Regions from separate parts of the Mus musculus genome. Here all the other regions are linked to region 1. Evidence: chromatin contacts called from public ChIA-PET, HiChIP or PLAC-seq and promoter capture Hi-C data. All regions are on one chromosome and are shown on one strand. The core of a region is the stretch at or near the end of the contact, and the rest is flanking DNA. Distances in the headings are between cores, read along the strand shown.

Evidence for each region. Promoter capture Hi-C pulls out the DNA fragments that hold promoters and counts their contacts. ChIA-PET counts read pairs in DNA pulled down with a chosen protein or histone mark. HiChIP or PLAC-seq counts read pairs in DNA pulled down with a chosen protein or histone mark.
Region 2: a promoter capture Hi-C map of liver shows a contact between it and region 1, with 5 times the contacts expected there. The contact joins the promoter of Pdxp here to the promoter of Txn2 in region 1. A contact is called at or near these places in 5 of 39 promoter capture datasets (cranial neural crest, hippocampal neurons, liver and 2 more) and 2 of 115 datasets of contacts at active chromatin or transcription factors (microglia and pancreatic cancer cells).
Region 3: a promoter capture Hi-C map of stem cell-derived epiblast-like cells shows a contact between it and region 1, with 4 times the contacts expected there. The contact joins the promoter of 1110038F14Rik here to the promoter of Txn2 in region 1. A contact is called at or near these places in 8 of 39 promoter capture datasets (the C10 cell line, embryonic stem cells, hippocampal neurons and 3 more), 2 of 115 datasets of contacts at active chromatin or transcription factors (astrocytes and bone marrow-derived macrophages) and 1 of 9 other capture datasets (macrophages).
Region 4: a contact with region 1 is called in a promoter capture Hi-C map of liver, with 2.1 times the contacts expected there. The contact joins the promoter of Lgals2 here to the promoter of Txn2 in region 1. A contact is called at or near these places in 3 of 39 promoter capture datasets (hippocampal neurons and liver) and 1 of 115 datasets of contacts at active chromatin or transcription factors (pancreatic cancer cells).
Region 5: a contact with region 1 is called in an H3K4me3 HiChIP or PLAC-seq map of embryonic stem cells, with 6 read pairs. The contact joins the promoter of Card10 here to the promoter of Txn2 in region 1. A contact is called at or near these places in 1 of 484 Hi-C or Micro-C datasets (bone marrow-derived macrophages), 2 of 115 datasets of contacts at active chromatin or transcription factors (embryonic stem cells and pancreatic cancer cells) and 1 of 9 other capture datasets (adipose tissue).
Region 6: a contact with region 1 is called in an RNA polymerase II ChIA-PET map of memory CD8 T cells, with 15 read pairs. The contact joins the promoter of Mfng here to the promoter of Txn2 in region 1. A contact is called at or near these places in 3 of 39 promoter capture datasets (3T3-L1-derived adipocytes, the SN4741 cell line and embryonic stem cells), 1 of 484 Hi-C or Micro-C datasets (the Ba/F3 cell line) and 2 of 115 datasets of contacts at active chromatin or transcription factors (memory CD8 T cells and pancreatic cancer cells).
Region 7: a promoter capture Hi-C map of pre-B cells shows a contact between it and region 1, with 4 times the contacts expected there. The contact joins the promoter of Rac2 here to the promoter of Txn2 in region 1. A contact is called at or near these places in 8 of 39 promoter capture datasets (the 3T3-L1 cell line, the C10 cell line, the HPC-7 cell line and 5 more), 2 of 115 datasets of contacts at active chromatin or transcription factors (microglia and stem cell-derived neural progenitor cells) and 2 of 9 other capture datasets (embryonic stem cells and liver).

The regions. Positions count from the first base shown.
Region 1 is chr15:77,927,701-77,930,303 of GRCm38.p6, reverse strand. Txn2 (thioredoxin 2) reads left to right here and starts at 1,310. Exons shown (of 4, transcript NM_019913.5): 1 at 1,310-1,397; 2 at 2,350-2,603. The coding sequence starts at 2,350.
Region 2 is chr15:78,912,605-78,915,207 of GRCm38.p6, reverse strand. Pdxp (pyridoxal (pyridoxine, vitamin B6) phosphatase) reads right to left here and starts at 1,289. Exons shown (of 2, transcript NM_020271.3): 1 at 677-1,289. The coding sequence starts at 1,238. The region is part of intron 5 of Gm30368 (a long non-coding RNA gene); the gene reads left to right.
Region 3 is chr15:76,946,950-76,949,552 of GRCm38.p6, reverse strand. It overlaps 1110038F14Rik (RIKEN cDNA 1110038F14 gene), which reads right to left and starts at 1,292. Exons shown (of 5, transcript NM_001347540.1): 1 at 1,009-1,292; 2 at 634-924; 3 at 401-485; 4 at 1-9. The coding sequence starts at 1,014. Gm46534 (a long non-coding RNA gene) reads left to right here and starts at 1,204. Exons shown (of 4, transcript XR_001781744.2): 1 at 1,204-1,293; 2 at 1,419-1,541.
Region 4 is chr15:78,854,226-78,856,828 of GRCm38.p6, reverse strand. It overlaps Lgals2 (lectin, galactose-binding, soluble 2), which reads left to right and starts at 1,300. Exons shown (of 4, transcript NM_025622.3): 1 at 1,300-1,357. The coding sequence starts at 1,352.
Region 5 is chr15:78,801,723-78,804,325 of GRCm38.p6, reverse strand. Card10 (caspase recruitment domain family, member 10) reads left to right here and starts at 1,284. Exons shown (of 21, transcript NM_130859.2): 1 at 1,284-1,471; 2 at 1,694-1,945; 3 at 2,556-2,603. The coding sequence starts at 1,342.
Region 6 is chr15:78,772,135-78,774,737 of GRCm38.p6, reverse strand. Mfng (MFNG O-fucosylpeptide 3-beta-N-acetylglucosaminyltransferase) reads left to right here and starts at 1,293. Exons shown (of 8, transcript NM_008595.2): 1 at 1,293-1,720. The coding sequence starts at 1,466.
Region 7 is chr15:78,571,456-78,574,058 of GRCm38.p6, reverse strand. Rac2 (Rac family small GTPase 2) reads left to right here and starts at 1,276. Exons shown (of 7, transcript NM_009008.3): 1 at 1,276-1,448. The coding sequence starts at 1,414.

The DNA of each region.
Region 1 (2,603 bases), core at 61-2,560:
AAAGGGACCCAGAGACAGTGCAGAATCTAGTACCTAGTAGCACTTTTCTCAGAGAGCTCTGGGAGAGCCTTCCAGGCACAACTGCAGATGTAGAACACAAAGACGCCTCAGCAAACCACTAATTATTGAGAGAGTGGGTTAAAATAGGGTGGTAGATGGAGTCCATCTGCTGGGACACATCACATAACCCCTCTGACAGAAACCACTTGCTGAGGTGCGCAAAGATTCTCAACTTAGTGTCTATTGAACAGCCTCTCTGTGCTGGGCATTGTACCAGGTTGGCGCTAAGTATATGCAGATGAGACAACCACAAGTCCCTACTCTCAGAAAGAGACGTTGTCCATGTGTTCTGGAGGATTATAAAGCAGGCGCTAGTGAGAAGAAAGCAGTACTATTCAGAGAAGATAAGGTGAGCAGGTGTTCTAAGTACCCAGAGACAAAGTTCAAAGTGAGCAAAGGTATGGAAGGGAAGGTGGACAGCAACGTGTTCCCCGATCGTAAGGGGCTGGAATACTGGTTACAATATGCATAAATGAGGGACTTACACCTCAGTCACTCATGCCAGTGGGAATGGAGAGAAAGCCCTACACTTTACCTTGGATAGTGCTTCCTTGACAGTTCCAAAAAGTAAGACATGACAGTACAAAAGGTAAGGGCTTTAGAAGTACCGCCAGCCCTTAGGGGCAGAGGGACTTGCTCAATCATAAGAAGTTAGGTTGGGCAGAAAAGAATCAAAAACGGCAGAATAACCCCTTAATGCGACATGTGTACACACACACACACCACACACACGACCGGATCTCACGTAGTTCCTAAGTATCGAGGATGACTTTGAACTCCTGAGCCCTCCGGGGTCCTGGGATTAGGTGTGTGCCATCACACCCAGTTTACTTGGTATTGAGAAGCCAGGCTTTGGGTGTGCTAGACAGGAATCCAATTGAGCCATAACCCCAGCCCGGGAATCTCTTCCTTTTAACACTAAGCTTCTGTCGAGAACAGAGCTTCCTCGGCATTAAAGTGAACACAGCCTTCCAGCCCTTTCCAGAGCTCAGATCCAAGGGTGGGCAATGCCAAGAGGCGCAACACAGCAGGAGCTTGTTCCAAAGCCACTCCTTCCTTCCCGCCCTCTCACCCATCTCCTCCCTCACTGGTCCCACACATTTTCCGGTCCCTCCTCCACGATCCCATTCCTTCCGGTCGCGCCCCTTCAGCCCTACATTTTTCCGTCCTCCTCATTGGTGAAAAAAACCGAGCCGCCCCCAAGTTGCAGAGAAACGTCGTCCGCATAGTCTTTCCCGGAAATGACGCTAGACCTGCCCCTGAGGAAGTGACAACAGGAGTGCCCTTGACGGGCAGGCCGGCTGGGCTCTGCATCCCTCTGCTCGCACTGCCGGGAGGTAGGAGCCCTTGCGGGGTGGGCTGAGCCGGGCTGGCGGCGCGCTTCTCTGCAGGAAGGCGATCGGCAGGGGGATGCCCCTAGAGGGAGGAGGTGGCCTTGGCAGCTGCACGTCCTGTGCTCCCAGTCTCCCTGTCCCCCACCCTCCCCAACACGTGTCCATTCTTTGGGCTTCCCTCCGTACACATGCCACCCGCTTCACTTTGGTACCCCATGGCCGGTTCCTACGCCTCTCAGTTCCTCCTTCCGTAGTTGGGAGTCTTCTTCGCTCATTCTTCGACAGCTTCCCTTTCCTTAATTTCCCATAAAAACACTTTTTTAAAAGAATGACTGATAAAAATTTTACAGACGGCCTTGGGTTCCAATTAGCTGTACTTTAAAAACTGGCCTACGTTGGGCATGGCACTTAACCTACCTGTTGCCCTGAGTATGGACGGTATTATAAGGTTTCTTCAGAGTTGATCAGAGAGAGCCAGTGATGTGTGTGTGTGTGGGGGGGGGGGGCATTGGGCTATACACAGTGATGTAAGGCACTTGAGCCTTGTCCCTCCCTCCATTGACCTTTTATAATTCCACCTCAGCCTTGATTTCTTTTTGGCTGTCAACCCAGTTTTTCTGCCCTTCTAACTTAACGTCTATTCAGTGATGCTGACTCCTTACTCACCTCTAGATATTTTTTTTTTGTTGTCGTGGGGAGGTTTTAGAGACCAGGTTTTATTGTCTAGCCCAAACTGACCTTGCCTTATATCACCTGCCTCGCCTCCCAGGAGGAGGATTGACAGGTGGGCCCCACCACACCTGGCCTTTGAAAATCATATATTACAGTATTTCCATGCATCTTGCTTCCAATTCTGTATGTTCCCAACACCTCATTATTCCAGAATTCTTTGTTTTCCTAGTGTGTTGACTTCCTATTGCATGGCCCCAGCTCTTCCTGCCTCTTGCTCCCACAGATGGCTCAGCGGCTCCTCCTGGGGAGGTTCCTGACCTCAGTCATCTCCAGGAAGCCTCCTCAGGGTGTGTGGGCTTCCCTCACCTCTAAGACCCTGCAGACCCCTCAGTACAATGCTGGTGGTCTAACAGTAATGCCCAGCCCAGCCCGGACAGTACACACCACCAGAGTCTGTTTGACGACCTTTAACGTCCAGGATGGACCTGACTTTCAAGACAGAGTTGTCAACAGTGAGACACCAGTTGTTGTGGACTT
Region 2 (2,603 bases), core at 40-2,539, 980 kb before region 1:
TGCTCTTGGATGGGTGGATGGATGGATGGGGGGTCCCCAAAGGCCAAGTCAGGTTCCCCTGCTCTATGCTGTGTGTTCCCTGGCAGCTCACCTCCCTTAAGTACCAATTTCTTTAACTGTGAAATGGGCCAAAACTCTTATTTTTGAACTAATCTGGAAAGGAAATGAAGGCACCATTAAGGAGCTTCAGGAAGCTATTAATAAACTAGAGGGCTGGGTTCAAAAGCCTGGGGATAACCGACATGGTAAAGAACCCCACTGGAAACCAGGTTCCGAGGTTATGTAACTCACAGGGTTAACCAAACAGGGCCAGAACTGGAACTGAGGTCAAGCTCCACTACCTTCCAGTCTCCCCACTGGCCTAAGGTCAAGCTCCACTACCCCCTAGTTTCCCCACTACCCTGATTCTGGATGCGCGGATCCAGCTCTCCACCGGCATCATCCTTCCAGACCGCTTCGACAAACCCTCCTGCAAAGTGGGTGGGGCCAATGACAAAAGCCCAAGAGGCCGGTTCCAAATCTGTATCCCACCTGCAATTCCCTGAGCTACAGTGAGCCTAAGGTGGCTCGTGTGTCAAACTGGTCCTCGGCCACTATCCGACAGGCGGCAGCTGCAGGAATTCCGAAAAGCGCGTCAGGTCCCAGCACACATCCCCGCGCCCAGTCCCGTGCTCACCGGGGGTCCGGCTTCCGTCGCTGAGCGGGTGCCAAGGGTCGCGATCGGTGGCCACGAGCAGGCAGTCGGGGTCGCGCAGGTGCGCGCACGCCTCGGTCAACCTGGAGAAGGAAAACTGCTCGTCGTAGCCTACGAGCACGGCGCGCACGCGCGGGTCCTCGCCGGGGTCCCCCGCCAGGCGCAGCCCCGCGGCGCGCAGCTCAGCGCGCAGCCCCTCGCCTCCCAGCACGAACACTGCGCCCGATGCGTCGGGCGGCCCGGACAGCCGCTGGCGCAGGAGGCGCGCGGCACACAGCGCGGAGCTGAAGAGCTGCTCGGCGCGCAGCCCCGCGAAGCCCAGGCGGGCGAAGCGCAGCGCCAGCTCGGGCCGCGCGCGCCGGCTGTTGTTGCTCACGAACAGCGTGTTCTTGCCGGCCCGCGCCAGCCGCTGCAGCAGCTCAGGGGCGCCCGGCACGATGCGTTCGCCGTTCCACAGCACTCCGTCGCAGTCGAACAGGACTCCCTGCGCCTGGCCCAGCACGTCGCGCAGGGCCGCGCCGCGCAGCCGCTCGCAGCGCGCCATGCAGCCGGCTGGCCGCTCGCACGCGCGCGCTGCGCTCCCTCCGTGGACAAGGGGCAGCTTCACCAATTGGCGCGCAGAACGGGGAGGAGGCGGGGCTACGAACACAGGCTTCAGCCAATAGCGACTAGAATTTAGTCGAAGGTGCTGGCCGATCCCGAAGGAGCTCGGAGAAAGGGGCGGGACCGCGGGCGCCACTAGAAGGAGGCGACCAATGAAGAGACAGCCTGGTCTGCAGCGAATCGCCGTGCGCTTCCCAGCCAATTAAAAACGTAGGCCAGATGGTTGCTAGGAGAAAAACAGAGGCTGAGAGAGATGTTGTCTTCGGGCCACATCTTGTTGCCCTCGGAACCATTGAGGCTCATTAGAAACATGTGGATGTGATGGAGCCAGGGCTCCATCACCCGTGACTTCGCAAGCTGGCCTGGGCTCTTAGACCTGGTCAGTGATCCTTCTGGTCATCTGACTGTGCTGTGGAGTCTCCTGGGGAACTTGTTTTTTTTTTTTGTTGTTGTTGTTGTATAATTTCCGTTTAGTAAGATGTATACTTTATAGTTCGATGGCTTTAGATAAATGATTTTTAAAACACAGGTACAGGTCAGTGGAATGGTTCAGCAGATGATGGCAGTTTGCTGTCAAGGCTGAGGACCCGAGTTCCTTCTTCAGAAACCTCACGGTGGAGAGAACATACTCCTTCCAGTTGTTTTCTGACCTCCACACACACATCCACACAGATGAATGTTAAAACGTTCTAGCCGGGCGATGCGAACACATACATTTAATCCCAGCACTCAGAATCAGAGGTAGGAAGAGCTCTGATTTCCAAGCCAGCCTAGTCTACAGAGCAAGTACTAGGACCAAGGGTATTCAGAGAACCCTGTCTCAAAAAACAAAAAAACAAAACAAAAAAAAAACCCAATAAATAAATAAATAGATAATCAAACACATGGCTGTAAGACAGGAACCCAGAGATCTGATTTCATGTTTTATGTGTGTGGGGGCACTAGGCACTATTTTGATGGCCAGGCCCAATTGGTAACCCATTTTATTGATGGGGTGATCCCAACTGCCTAGGTCTCCATTTTGTAGACGGAAACCTTTTAATCTGTCAAGCCTTTGAATAACCAGTAATTCAAAGTATGGGGACCAGGGATGAACAGGGATCTGTACTGTCACAATATTTTGGTTCTAAGCAGAACTGTAGCTGTCTAACCCAGAGCAACTGAAGGGAAGAGACCGAAGAAAAACCGTGCCTTTGAGGCCCAACTATTTTCTGTTCTTTGTGCCTTTTGTAATGGGTTTCTTAGCCTAGAAGACCATAGACAGCATGCCCCTGCCTCCACTCGGTTACTAAATTGGGCTTCCAGA
Region 3 (2,603 bases), core at 43-2,542, 980 kb after region 1:
CCTGCTCTTCTGCAGATGAAAGAAAGAGAAAGAGAAAGAGAAAGAGAAAGAGAAAGAGAAAGAGAAAGAGAAAGAGAAAGAGAAAGAGAGAAAGAAGAAAGAAGAAAGAAGAAAGAAAAAGAAAAAGAAAAAGAGCTAGTGACTTCAAACACACTCATATCATCCTACTACAAACAATTCCCATCCAGCTGGGGTGACGCACGCCTTTAATCCCAGCACTGGGGAGGCAGAGGCAGGCGGATCTCTGAATTCCAGGCCAGCCTGGTCTACACAACTAAGTTTCAGTACACCTAAACAAAGCAAACCAACCAAAAGCAACAACCCCACCCCTTGGCAATACCATCAGACCACAGAACTGTCACCGTTTACATTTCCCTAACTGTAGAGAAGGGTCCCTCACTCTGCTTCGGGGTAGGTCTCTGCGTCTTGAGACCCAGCTCCAGCTGTTCCACACACCAGGCCAGCTCCCGCGCCAGCTGTTCCGCCTGGGACAGAAAGGAGGACATGGTTGTGATGGGTAACAGGGTCCCGCAGACCCCACTCCCATACCTTCAGCGCCTTAATTCCGCACAGCTCGCCCACAGAGGCAGGCGGATTAGCGCCCAGAAAGCTCGCAGGGAGTACCATCCTTGCCTGGGCCTCAGCGCTAGGAGGAGCTTCGTCCGGGGCAGGTTTCTCCGAGGGCTTTTCGCTTCCATTTGTCCCAGAGACCCTGTTGGGGGTTTTCTTTTTCTTTTGCTTCATCGCTACTGTGTTGCCTACGGGATGGGTTCCGGCGGCGGAGTCGCATGCAGGTTGCACTGAACTGCGGAGAGGAGGTTCCGAGGCACCGGAAGCTGAGCGAGAGGGCCGGGGTCTGCGCGGAGCGCGATGAGTTTTCCGACTTGAGGCTGCTGGTGCCTCCCGAGCAGGACGCCCTGGCTCCTGAAAAATCGTGAGACAGGACGAAATTCACAGGGTCTCCCCACCTAGGGCCTCGCCACAAACACGCCTTCTCCCACAGCTCACCGCCATTAGTCGGAGCGGCCGCCGGAAGCTGGTAAATCCTAACTACCACAGCGAACTCACTCCTCTGGAAACACGTCTACGACACAAGGTTCCGCAGAAAGCGCAGCGGAGCCAGAGCAAGCGCTCAGCGCCGGACAGAAAGCACTTGGGTGGATGGAGCGCCTCAGGCTGTGCTTGTAATTTTAGGAGACAGAGTGCACGGGGATGAACTTAAAGGCCTCGGAGAACCCAGCAGAGTGTGCCGCCAAGAAACAAGACAATTGATTCCTGGAGAGAATGGAACCGGTGGGGTCGGGGGGAACGCCCAGAGATGGGGCAAGGTGGATTATGCGGGGCGGGGCGGGGCGGGGCGGGGCGGGGCGGGGCGCAGGCGTTGACAGATGGCTCAGCTTGTCCCCGGTATACTTCAGAATCCTGAAGAACTAGGCTCTAATGGCAATGGAGTGAACTTTCCAACGAGAGTCGGGGCAAGCATGCACTTCCTTCTTCCACGACCATTAGGCTGCCACCCGAAGACCTGGCCCAGATTTAAGGTGCATCTTCCCACCTCAAACGAAAAATCAAGAAAATTTCCTTACAGGAACTCCTTACCCCTTGAGGTTTAGGATAATTACAGGTGTGGGTTGTCAAAATGACAACCAAGAATAGCAATAGCTATCATAGCGGTCTAGCCCTAGGACTACAGATACCAGTCATGGAGCTACAGGATTTGGTATTTTTCCTACAGGCTTCTAATCCTGCTTTGTTTCAGTATTTCTTCGCTATGCCTCTATTCCACACTTTTGGAATGGCGACATATATACTGTGTCCTAATAATCACAGGACATGGTAGTACTAAGAGACGCCCTAAGGGATCTCCTACACTCCAGACATAATCTTGCTTACCACCATTGTGAAGAGGTAATCCAATTTCCCCATGGTAATCTGGATCTATCACCCCTCCTAACACTGTTATTCCTTTTTTAGCCTGTTGGTTTAAGGGCATTAGAAGCCCAAAATGACCAGGGGGAAGTCTGAGCTTCCAGTTCAATGGAATGTTTGTTGTAGCTCCTGGTAGGAGCACTCCCTTCTCTGGAGCCAAAACTTCTAGGCCAGCAGAACCTAGAGTTATGGGGACAGGAAGCAAAAATTTTCCTAGAGGGTCACTAGGAGTGATAGTAAGTGCTCTGCTCAACTCCTTCATGCCTTCAAAACCAGTACCACCTGGGTGACCCTTACACATTACCAAGTCCAGCCACAGCACAATGTACAACTTTGGCTATATCTGGAACACAGCCACTGTGCTCTCAGAAAACACTTCCCAGAAGATGTCACCTCAATGATGCTGGTCTCTTCTTAATCACCGCTAATTTCTTAGCTCCAGCTAACCAGCATCAATAGTCCCAGTAATGCAAAGTTTTTGCTTTAGTAGTTCTGGTATCTTGTTAATCACAGCTGATTCTTCAGCCCCAGCTAACCAGAACTACAGAATCTTCACAATCAAAACAGCAATGGCCCTGAAAAGAGTCTTTAATTTTCCCTCTGAAATTTCACAAACCAGACCTCCATCTTCTGCAGTGTTCTCAACGTTGTCTTCCAAGCTCCTACACAACATC
Region 4 (2,603 bases), core at 51-2,550, 930 kb before region 1:
TAAGATGAAGTAGTGCTCAGAGGTAGGACATGGCTTCTATAAACTAAGCCTTGGAGAGCTGGAGTGTTTCACAGCCAGCGACATCTGATTCTGAAGTGCAGATCTGTGAGCCTCAGTGTTCCCAAATGAAGTAGGATAAACAACTGTAGAGACCTGTCTGTGGTACAAACCCACTGGAAGGACGGGCAGCACAGGTTCCCTCCCAGCAGAGGAACTACGTCAGGTTTCTTCCTCTTGACAGTATCTAATTGTGTATATGGACCCCAACTACCACAAAATTCATAGGCATAAAGGGCGAAGGACAGAAACCCCCAGTGTCCCGAACCCTTGGGTTCCCTCCTGCACGTTTGGTCTGTGTCCCAGCAGAACCAAGCTCTTTTGTGCATGGTGCCAGGGATGGAAGCCACAGGGCATGCATCCTGAGGATACAGCACACCACTGAACCACCCAGCCCTCGCAGAATAGTTGACTTTTGGCATCTTCTTCCGCCCGTTTTTAAGCACTTCAGTTATACTTATTTGTGTGTGCACATGTGCCATGGTCCATGTGTGGAGGTCAGAGGGGACACCTTGCAAGAGTTGGTTCTTTCCTTCCATCATGTGAGCTCCGGGAAGCAAACCCCGGTGGTTAGGCTTGGCAGCAGGCACCTTTATCCGTCGAGCCATCTCACTGGCCCTAGATGTGAATCTACCACTTTTGAAGCAAAATGTGTGCAGCCAGATATAGTGTTTCCTGCCTGTAATCCCAGCACTTGGGGCAGAAGTGTGAGAATAGAGAGTCCAAGGCTAACCTGGGCTAAATGGTCAGACTCTGTTTCACAAGAAGAAAAAAAAAGAAACAAATTATATGTATAATCAGAAAAAGCATGGATGAGAGAAGGGAGAAAAAAGTCTTTGAATGACTCACAGACACACTGAAAATTAGAAGCTTGGACATCTTTTAACAGAGCCAGCCTGTCTTTTTGTGGTTGTAGGAGCTGGGCTCAGCAAAGAGGTTGGATGGCCTGCCAAGATCGGGGTGTTTGTGGTTTGTGTGGGGGTGGCACTAGGGCATCCTCCCTTGGGCTTTGTGGAGTACTGACCACGGAGGCTGGTAGGAATTGCCAGAAGCGGGGCCAGAGGGATGCTCACGATCGAGTCAGAGTGAGTGAGGAGCCATCTTCCTGTTTGTTGAGTGAGTGCCTGCATATACAGACCGGGTGATATTAGGAGATAAAGGTCCAAAGTCCTTATTTATGGCCTCGGGGTGGTTAATGTGTAATACTCTGGGATTATAAGCCTGACCAAGAGGGGATACCTTGAGCACAAACCTCTAGGAGCAACTGGGAGAGCTGTGGCCAGGAGCTGTCACCATGTCGGTGAGGATGCTGGCCCTCTGCACCCACTTCCTTCTGCTCATGTGTCTTTGCTAGAGTGTGTGGGTTGGGGGGTTCTGGGGTCCATTGTTTGTTTATTTATTTGTTTGTTTGTTTGTTTTTTCAAGACAAGGTTTCTCTGTGTAGCCCTGGCTGTCCTGGAACTCATTTTTTAGACCAGGCTGGCCTTGAACTCAGAAATCCACCTGCCTCTGCCTCCCAAGTGCCACCACCACCCGGCTTCTGGGGTCCATTATTGCCACCCTTCTCTTTGTGTCAGTTTCTCCCGGAGAACCAAAAAGAAAGCTGGGTTGCCAAGCTGGTGACACATGCCTTTAATCCCAGCACTAGGGAGACAGAGGCAGGAGGATCTCTGAGTTCAAGACCAGCCTGGTCTATAGAGAGTGAGCTCCAGGATAGCCAGAGCTATGTAGAGAGACCCTGTCTCTAAAACTAAAAGAAGAAAACTGGTGGATAATCTCTCAAACCCTTAGCATTGAAGCTGTCTGTCTCTCTGTCACCACCAAGTTCAGGGCCAGAACTTTCCTTTCCCTCTTTGAGGACAGCAACAGTCGTATTAATTATTACTGCCGACCTCTACTGAGTCTCATAAAGATGAGAGTTGTAGGGCAGGGGCTGGGGGAAGGGCCCAGACCAACGATATAGCATGTGCGGTGATTTAGCCAGTGCAAGGCCCTGGGTTGGAACTCCAGCACCAGAAAATATCACGCTTCCAGAGGAACTGCATGGAACAAGCTGAGTGGGTAAAGTGCTTGTCCACCATGCATATAGCCCAGGGTTTGATCTCCAGCACTGCATAAACTGGATGTGACGGCGCAACTGGCAAGCCCAGGATTCAAAGGCCAGAGGCAGGGGGATTTCTGAGTTTGAGGCCAGCCTGGTGTATATAATGAGTTCCAGCTACATACTGAGATCCTGTTGAGAGAGAGAGAGAGAGAGAGAGAGAGAGAGAGAGAGAGAGAGAGAGAGAGAATGGAAGAAAAGGAAGGAAGGAAGGAAGGAAGGAAGGAAAGAGAGAGAGAGAGAGAAAGAAAGAAAAAAGAGAGAAAGAGAAAAGGAAGAAGGGAGGGAGAGAAGTATGGAGGGAGGGAAACTGAGGCTCAAGATGAAACCATAGGTGGCTAATATCTACATATTGCAAGAGTATTGGCACACTCTCGAGAGCCTGTGTTCCGATCTGGCTCCTGTGAAGTTTCTGGTGTGACTTTGGACAAGTTGATGTCCCTCT
Region 5 (2,603 bases), core at 35-2,534, 870 kb before region 1:
AACCAAGTCAGCAAAAGTCTGTGGTTCTTCAAGGCTGGGAAAGGAACTAGGTTATGTAGGTAAACTAGTTTCTTTACTGCAGGGGCTGTTCAGGGGTTGTGGTCAACCTTGTTTCCTTGGGTGAGTGATGCATCTAATTCGGAAAGTATGGGTGGCTTTGGGGACCTACACATCTTTCCAGATCCTCTGTGTCCTCTTAACCCTGTTCTCGCCACCCCGAGGGCACTTTCCAGTGCCCAGAGAGCTTCTAGCATGTGACTACAGGACCTTATTGTGGGAGTATTAGTCTCCAAGGCAGAAGGGAGTTTTGACGCTGCCTTTTCAAATGTAATTGATTTTAACCACACTCCCTCCCACCCCGCAGGAACGGCCATTTAGAAATGCAAGCATCCTGGTCCCCGTGTGCCATCAACTTGACTCAGGAATGAAAGTGCAGTCAGTCTGGACACTTGCAGGGACTGACTCCCTTCTTTGGAAAGGTGCCCATGACCCCTCCCCTCTGCTGCCCACACAGGCTGTCCTGGGCTTGGTGAAAGATGTGAGCTCTTGGCAGCGTGTTCGGGAACACTGAGACTGTGGAGGGGCAATTGTCCAGGTCACCGGCAGATAAGAGGCCTAGCTGGGAACAGGATGCAAATGAATGCAAAGCTGAGACACACACAGAGAGAGACTCACAGCTGACCGGGGCTTTCAAGTGCCTAGGCACAGGGTGTTTGTGGGAGGGAGAGGCACGTGAGTAGTCTGTCTCCGGTCGAAGTCCTGCTCAACACTTGTAAGGCCATTATCCCAGAACATGGACACGTGTGAAAGTTCTGCTAGCTTCTGAGGCCCTGTCCCACACTTTGCAGATATTTCCTGAAAGACAGATATGTATTATGTGACTTTCAGCAGAGTGAATATACCTACCATGCGAGTTTAAGTGGGAATGATGGGGCTCTGTATATGAGGTCCGAGCCCAGAGCTCGCTAAGTTGGTGTGACCTGTTGACTTCAGGGCGTGTGTGGCTAGTGGAGCGGACACTTGTCGCGTTCAGGGTTCCGGGTGGCCAGCTGCACCGGGAGTCGGGCTTGTAGAGGGTGCAGGCTGGTGTTGTGCTCATGGTGGGGGACAAGGTGAGCAGCAGCGGCGGCAGTGGCCCTGGCGGTGGCGCGCGGGGTGTGGGCGCGCGCGTGGCGGCTCCGCCCCGTCGGGGGCCGGGCAGGTGTGGGAGGGCCGTGCGGACCCCGCCAGGACTGGCCCGGAGAGCCGGCGGGAAACAGGAAGCGGGGGTGGGGGGTGGGGAGGCGCGGCTGGCCCGCAGAGCGGCCGGGAGGACGACCGGAGCGCAGCGGGTCGCGGGCAATGTTGGGTGGCCCGGGAGGCCGCCGGGCTGGGGGCGGAGCCAATGACCCCGAAGGCACCGCCCCGTCGCGCCTCCGGAGCCGTCGGCCGAGCACAGAGCCGGGAGCTCAGGGCAGCTGCAGCGCCCGTGGTGAGTGCGGGGAGGACACGGGCGGGACAGCAGCGTGGGGACGTGAAAGGACGCCGACGGGACGCCCGGGAGGACGCGGGCGTGACCTCTCGGGGACCCGGGAGGGTGCAGGCAGAGCAGCTTGGGATCCCGGGAAGACGGAGCCCGACAGCGCCGGGACCCGCGGGCGACGCCCAGGTGCGGTGACCGCGGCTCCGTGCCCACCGTGCTTGTCGCCCGCAGGCTCGGAGGACGCGGCCATGCAGGGCCGGGCGGACGCGGGCGAGGCTGACGAGGAGGCTGGGGCGGGTTCGGGGTCGGAGGCCGAAGAGGACGCGCTGTGGGAGCGGATCGAGGGCGTCCGGCACCGACTGACGCGCGCCCTGAATCCGGCCAAGCTCACGCCGTATCTGCGCCAGTGCCGCGTCCTGGACGAACAGGACGAGGAGGAGGTGCTCAGCACCTACCGTTTCCCGTGCCGCGCTAACCGTACCGGTGAGCCCGCCGCCAGGGGTTTCCTCTCCCTTCCTAGGCCCGCTCCAGAGCAGACAGCTGGATGTGGTTGCCGGTGCCGATGGCGACCCCTGTGGGATCTTTACTGTGCTCTTTGACCTCTCTGGTTCTCTCTGTCCCATTTGTGTATCCCTTAAAGAATCAGTTTTTCTCAAGAGCTCAAATCCGGGCTCAGTTCTCCGAGGCTCCTCTCCCACTGGGCGTCTTTGTACCAGGACTGTCAGAGGGACTAAAAGTATCAGGGAACTTAAGTCAATGAGAGCATTTTGCCTGGGAAACGCAGGCATCCGATGCCCCCGGGCATGCGTAACGTGTGTGTGTGTGTGTGTGTGTGTGTGTGTGTGTGTGTGTGTGTGTGTGTGTGTGTGTAGGGGTTGCTGGGGACCTGCTCCAGTGCAGGTGCTCTGGGGAGGGTCTGGTGTTCCTAGCCAGGGCAGACTGAGCTTTGCTCCCTGATGTGTTGGGACAGGCCCCGGTGTGTGTCACAGCCCAAAAATCTGGGGAACGTAGGCCCTGGAGCATTGTCGGGGTGGAGAGCAGGGGCACTGGGGGAAGACCTCATCCTGACCCCTGTCACAACCTTTACCCTCAGGGCGCCTCATAGACATTTTACGCTGCCGGGGCAAGAGGGGCTTCGAGG
Region 6 (2,603 bases), core at 44-2,543, 840 kb before region 1:
TGAGGTTAGAATTTCACTTACAAAAATGTTCACTGTGTGTGTGTGTGTGTGTGTGTGTGTGTGTGTGCGCGCGCGCATGCAATAGCAAGAGTGCACTGTGTATATAAGGTTCAGGAGCCGTTCTCCCTTTTTGTCATGTGGGTCCTGGGAATCAAACTCAGGCAGTCAGCGTGTCAGCAAGCTGCCTTTTCTGCTGAGCCCTCTCACCTCTCACCTGCCCCGAGATCCCTTTAAGGAATTTGCTATGGTGATGCACACCTGTCAGATGTGCATGCACACAACTTGCTGTGGCAACACACACAAGGCCAGGGAACAACTTGCTGGAGGGGGCATGTCCCTGGGAATTGAACTCAGGTCCATCCACAGGCTTGGTGGCAAGCACCTTCACCTGCTGAGCCATCTTGGAGTCCCTCACCATCATTTCGTAAATGATAGAGGTATCTTGTCGACAGCCATACAGCCAGGTTGTGGCCCTAGCTGGGATCTGAACCCAGCCCCAAGCCTAGGCTTTTCCTTGGTGGCACTGTTCTGAGGAGGTGAGCTGTGAAGGGGACAGGCTGAGGCTGACACCTCATTGTCCTAGTGCTCCAGGAGCCTTTAGCAGGCTTAGATCCATTCACAGCCACCAAGCACTTTCCTGTGCTTAATTAACATAATTAACAAGTATTGATCAAGTGCCCAGTATGTACCAGGTACCGTACTGGGTTCTGGATAGTCAACAAAAGAGAATACCCCCTGCCTCAGTAGTATCATAAGTAAGACAATAAATATGTAAAATACACCATACAGCAAGAAGTTAGAAGGGTCTAGGCTTGGGGGCTGGGAAGGAGGGCTGTTTAAAATGGGCAGGAAAAGCCTCATGGCAGAAATAATGTCTGTGTAAAGATTCAAAGAAAGCAAGAATCTAGGCAGCATGCTATGGTGGGCATGGCCCTGTGATAGATGTAGGCCTGATGCATGGTGGATGATGGGAAGGGCCAGCAGGAGGGAGAATGAGCCAGGACCTGAGGCTGGCTGGACAGGATCCTGGCTATTCTAGGAGCCAGAGAAAGGACTGTGAGGCATAGGAAGGCTGGAGTGGCTTCTTCCCACCTCGTGGAGGGTTTGGTGTGGCTGCAGCAGCTGGCAGGGCCCTGTGCCTCTTCCAGTGGGTGGCTCCCAGCAGCTGCCTCTGGGGCTTCCCAGGCCTAGCCCCGCCCCTCGGGCTGAGGCAGGGGCGGGGCCAGGAGCTAAGTGGCCCGGAGGGAGGGCTGAGGAGCAGGTGGCGGGCTGGTGGCCTCTGCCGGCTGGCAGGACGGTGGTGGCTCAGTCTCTGGGTCCAGAGACCCAGCTTCCTCCTTTCCCGTTGGTGTGTGCCCCCGATGCCTGCCAGACTTTTGCCTGTACCAGGGCCCCCTCCTGACCAGCCTCCCACCCCAGACTGATTGGGGAGTCGGGGGCTGAACTGTCTGGGGGCCTGCTACCAATGCACTGCCGACTTTTTCGGGGCATGGCGGGAGCCCTCTTTACCCTCCTGTGCGTGGGGCTCCTGTCTCTACGATACCACTCAAGTTTGTCCCAGAGGATGATACAGGGCGCGCTCAGGCTGAACCAACGGAACCCAGGACCCCTGGAGCTGCAGCTAGGCGACATCTTCATCGCAGTCAAGACTACCTGGGCCTTCCATCGCTCCCGCCTGGACCTGCTACTAGACACGTGGGTCTCCAGGATCAGGCAACAGGTGACAGGCGGGGGCTGCCTTGAAGTCTGAGAGAGCACTCCTGGCTGGGGGGCTCCCAGGGGTCTTCCTGGTGGTCTGGGGAAAAGCTGACCACCAGGGAGTGGTTCCTTCTGGGGTCTCTCCACTTCTTCCGTGCCCACCCCCATCCCCACTGCCACACTCCAGGGCCTCCTTAGACTCACAGGTCTATCTCTGTTGGGTTCCATGTGGCACCTCTGTCCTAGGCTCCTCTTGGGTCCCCCTCATCTCCTAGATTCTTGACCCTAACTTGCCTGAAGATTCTGGTGGGTGTTAAGGTGAAAACCCACCAGGACCGAGTAGCTGCGCACCTCAGCTCTGGGCATGGATGGGGCTGTGTGAGGCAGGGGTGTGATGTGGATGCTGGAGAGACATGGAGGTGGGGCCTGCTTGAGGGAGGCTTCCTCTCAGTTCCTGCCCTGCTGTGCTGCCCAGGGTGTGAGGGCCCTGTCTAGCTTCTCCGTTTCCTGTGCTGTGGTTGGGATGGGAGGCAGTGGGTGAGGTCGTGTGGGCTGGAGGTCAAGGTGAGGGGAGATCTGCCAAGGCATATGGAATGTGTGTGTGTGTGTGTGTGTGTATACCTGTGCTCATACACAGGGCTAGGCATGCTAAATACAGTAATAAGAAGGCATGAGAGTAATGAGTGTGTTTCCTGAAAGCAGAGTCTCTCTCCCCATACTCAAGACCCCATCAAGCAAAGCCAGGGATGGGTGTGGGTATGGGGGGCATTGGGGACCACGTCAGGGGAGGTAGCAGAACTCATGCACTTGTGCACACACACACTATGTCCCCATGGTGGCTGCTGGCTCTGTGAGCGGAAGTGACTGAGCCTTTGGTGGGGAGGCCAAGGAGAGGAGGTAGTTTA
Region 7 (2,603 bases), core at 27-2,526, 640 kb before region 1:
ACTTGAAAAATCAAACACCGAACTTCTCCAAATAAATATGAGGGGAAAAAATACTCCAGTAGAGAAATGGACAAATACACAAATAGTAACTTGTGTAATAGGAAACCCAAAAGTCCAATAAACAACTAAAAACACAAATGCCCAACAAAACACCTGCAAACACAAACACCCAACCAAACACTTATAAACACAAATGCCCAACACAAGGCGAGTGTAGTTGATATCATCAAAACGGCAAGAAGCCTACGACAGTTTGTAGGTAGGATTTTCGGTTTGGAGTGGTTTCCCAGCTAGGATCTTGCTGTATCGCTCGATGGCTCTGGCTGCCTTGGAACTCTCACTCTGAATCCTGGACTCAAGCTCCCAGCAATCCCTTTGTCTCAGCTTCCTGAAAGCTTAGATTGCACCATGCTGTGAGAAGGTTTGGACTTGCCAAACTTCTACCAGCTTGCTCTACTGCATCTGTCCCTGACTCTTCCTCCTCCTCCTCCTCCTCCTCCTCCTCCTCCTCCTCCTCCTCCTCCTCCTCCTCCTCCTCCTCTCACTCCTCCTCCTCCTCCTCCTCCTCTCACTACTCCTCTTCTTCCTTCTCTTCCAACTCCTTCCCTTTTCCCTATCCTCCCTCCTCTCCTTCCTCCTCCTCCCCCTTTTCCTCCACTTCCTCCCCTCCCAATTTCCCCCCTTCCTCCCCTTCCTCCTTTTCTCCCCTCTCCTCTACCTCTTCCCTTCTCTCTTTCCCTCCCCCTCCTTTGCCTTCTCTCTACACACTGGCCCTTGCTTAGGCAGCACCCCCCCCCCCCGGGCCAACTTTGTTTGACATCACACGTCATAGCCACCAGTTTTCCCTGCTGGTGACTCTGAGGTCACTCTGTAGCTCTCCCTTGGCCCATGTCTCCTGCCTTGCTCACAGCACCTGTGGTGTGGTTTGCCTTCTCTACAGAGCAGGAACTCCAGGACAACCTGGCTTCCTGCATTTTAGAGTCACCAGCTCCCAACACAATGCCTGATACACAGTAGGCACTCAAGTGTTTGCCCATGGGAGTCAGGCCAACTGACTTCTTGGAGGATGCAGATTCTTCGAGAGCAACTTTGTCCCTGCCCTGGCTTAGGAAGTGAATCTTCAATTCTCTAGGGTGCCTGGGTTCCCTTTGGAGCCTAAGTCAAGTGCCCTTGGTGGCCTGGGCCCAACCTAGCACCTGTGGGGCCCCAGGTCCTCTTCCAGACCGCATGCTCCACCCCCTCAAGGCTGTGGGGCAGCAGCTTGGGTAAGTTCCTCTTCCGTTTCCTCCCGCCTCTTGAGCTGGGGTGCTGCTCCTCACTGCCGGGTACCTCCTAGCCACTCCATACCACTGGTGTCCACAGCAACGCTCCTGGCCCCCAACTGTCATCCCTGGCTGCTGGGCCTCAGATGCAATGCAGGCCATCAAGTGTGTGGTGGTGGGTGATGGGTAAGTACCTGGCTGAGTTGTCTCCCACCCCTACCAGGATGCCTCTGAGATCCTCCCTGGTACACCCACAGATTCAGGGCTCCCAGGAGGTTCTGGGGAAAGTCGCTTCCTTTCCTTGTAAGGGCTTACAAGGAACATTTGGGGTGGGTCTGGACTGCTCCCTGTCCTTCAGCCTACCCCACTCCGGAAGCTACTTGGGTGGAGGGCCTGGACTGTGGGTGGGGTGCTGCTATTTGCCTGTACCCTGAGAGCTGGGACAGGGCTCCTACCGGGCCAGCATCAGTTCAGGGTACAGGTACGAGGAGGGAAATCAGCAGCTTGCCCTTCGGACCTTTGTTTCCCAGGCTGGCCCAGGCTCTAGTTGCTGTCTTGCTGGGCCTAGGGGACTTCTGGCAATCTCCAAGCTTTCTGACTCTCAGTCCAGCCTCTGCTCTTAAGGACTCCAGAGGGCAGGCTGGCTGCAGCCCTGCTAAAGTCTGATAGTCATTGTCAGATCTTGGGACCACAGGCTCTCATAACCCAAGGCCTGAGTTTCTTCATGTGTCTCCCATATATTCCGACACATTAGGGTGCAGTCCTCAAGTCTATCTTGGGTCCCGCTAGATCCATCCTCACATGTACTAGACAGCCATCTTCAGTTCGAAACGGGGAGGGGCTGAGGCCTGGAGACCTTTCCTGGCTTAGGTCCCAAGGTCACACACACTTTGGCTCTGCTGGTGGCATAGGCTATCTACCTCCTCAGCTGACTAGGTCCGACTTGGTCGCTGCTGCAGCCGCCACCGCGCTAGGGTGTCAGCCGTTATCTGTGGCAGCTGCTCTGCTCACTTCTGCTTTGTGTCTGATCTGGGGGAGGAGGGGGCGGACACGGAGGGCCGGAAGTCAATGATTCTATGCATTCAAAGTTACCTGGGTGGCAGGCTGGGGCTTGAGGGCAGAGGTTTAGGGGGCAGGGACAGCAGAGCAACCTCCTCGAGTGGGAAGTGACTTAACGGAATTGTACTGGGGAAGGCCCGGAGCTGTCCCTCTGGCCTCTCAGCTTCCTGCTGAATGACCTGGGTGACCTCCCAGCTTGGCAGGGAGATAGCTTAAATGGTGGTCATCTCCATTTATCCCATTTCTCTTTTGTATGTGGTCACCGGGCTGTGGCTCTCTGTA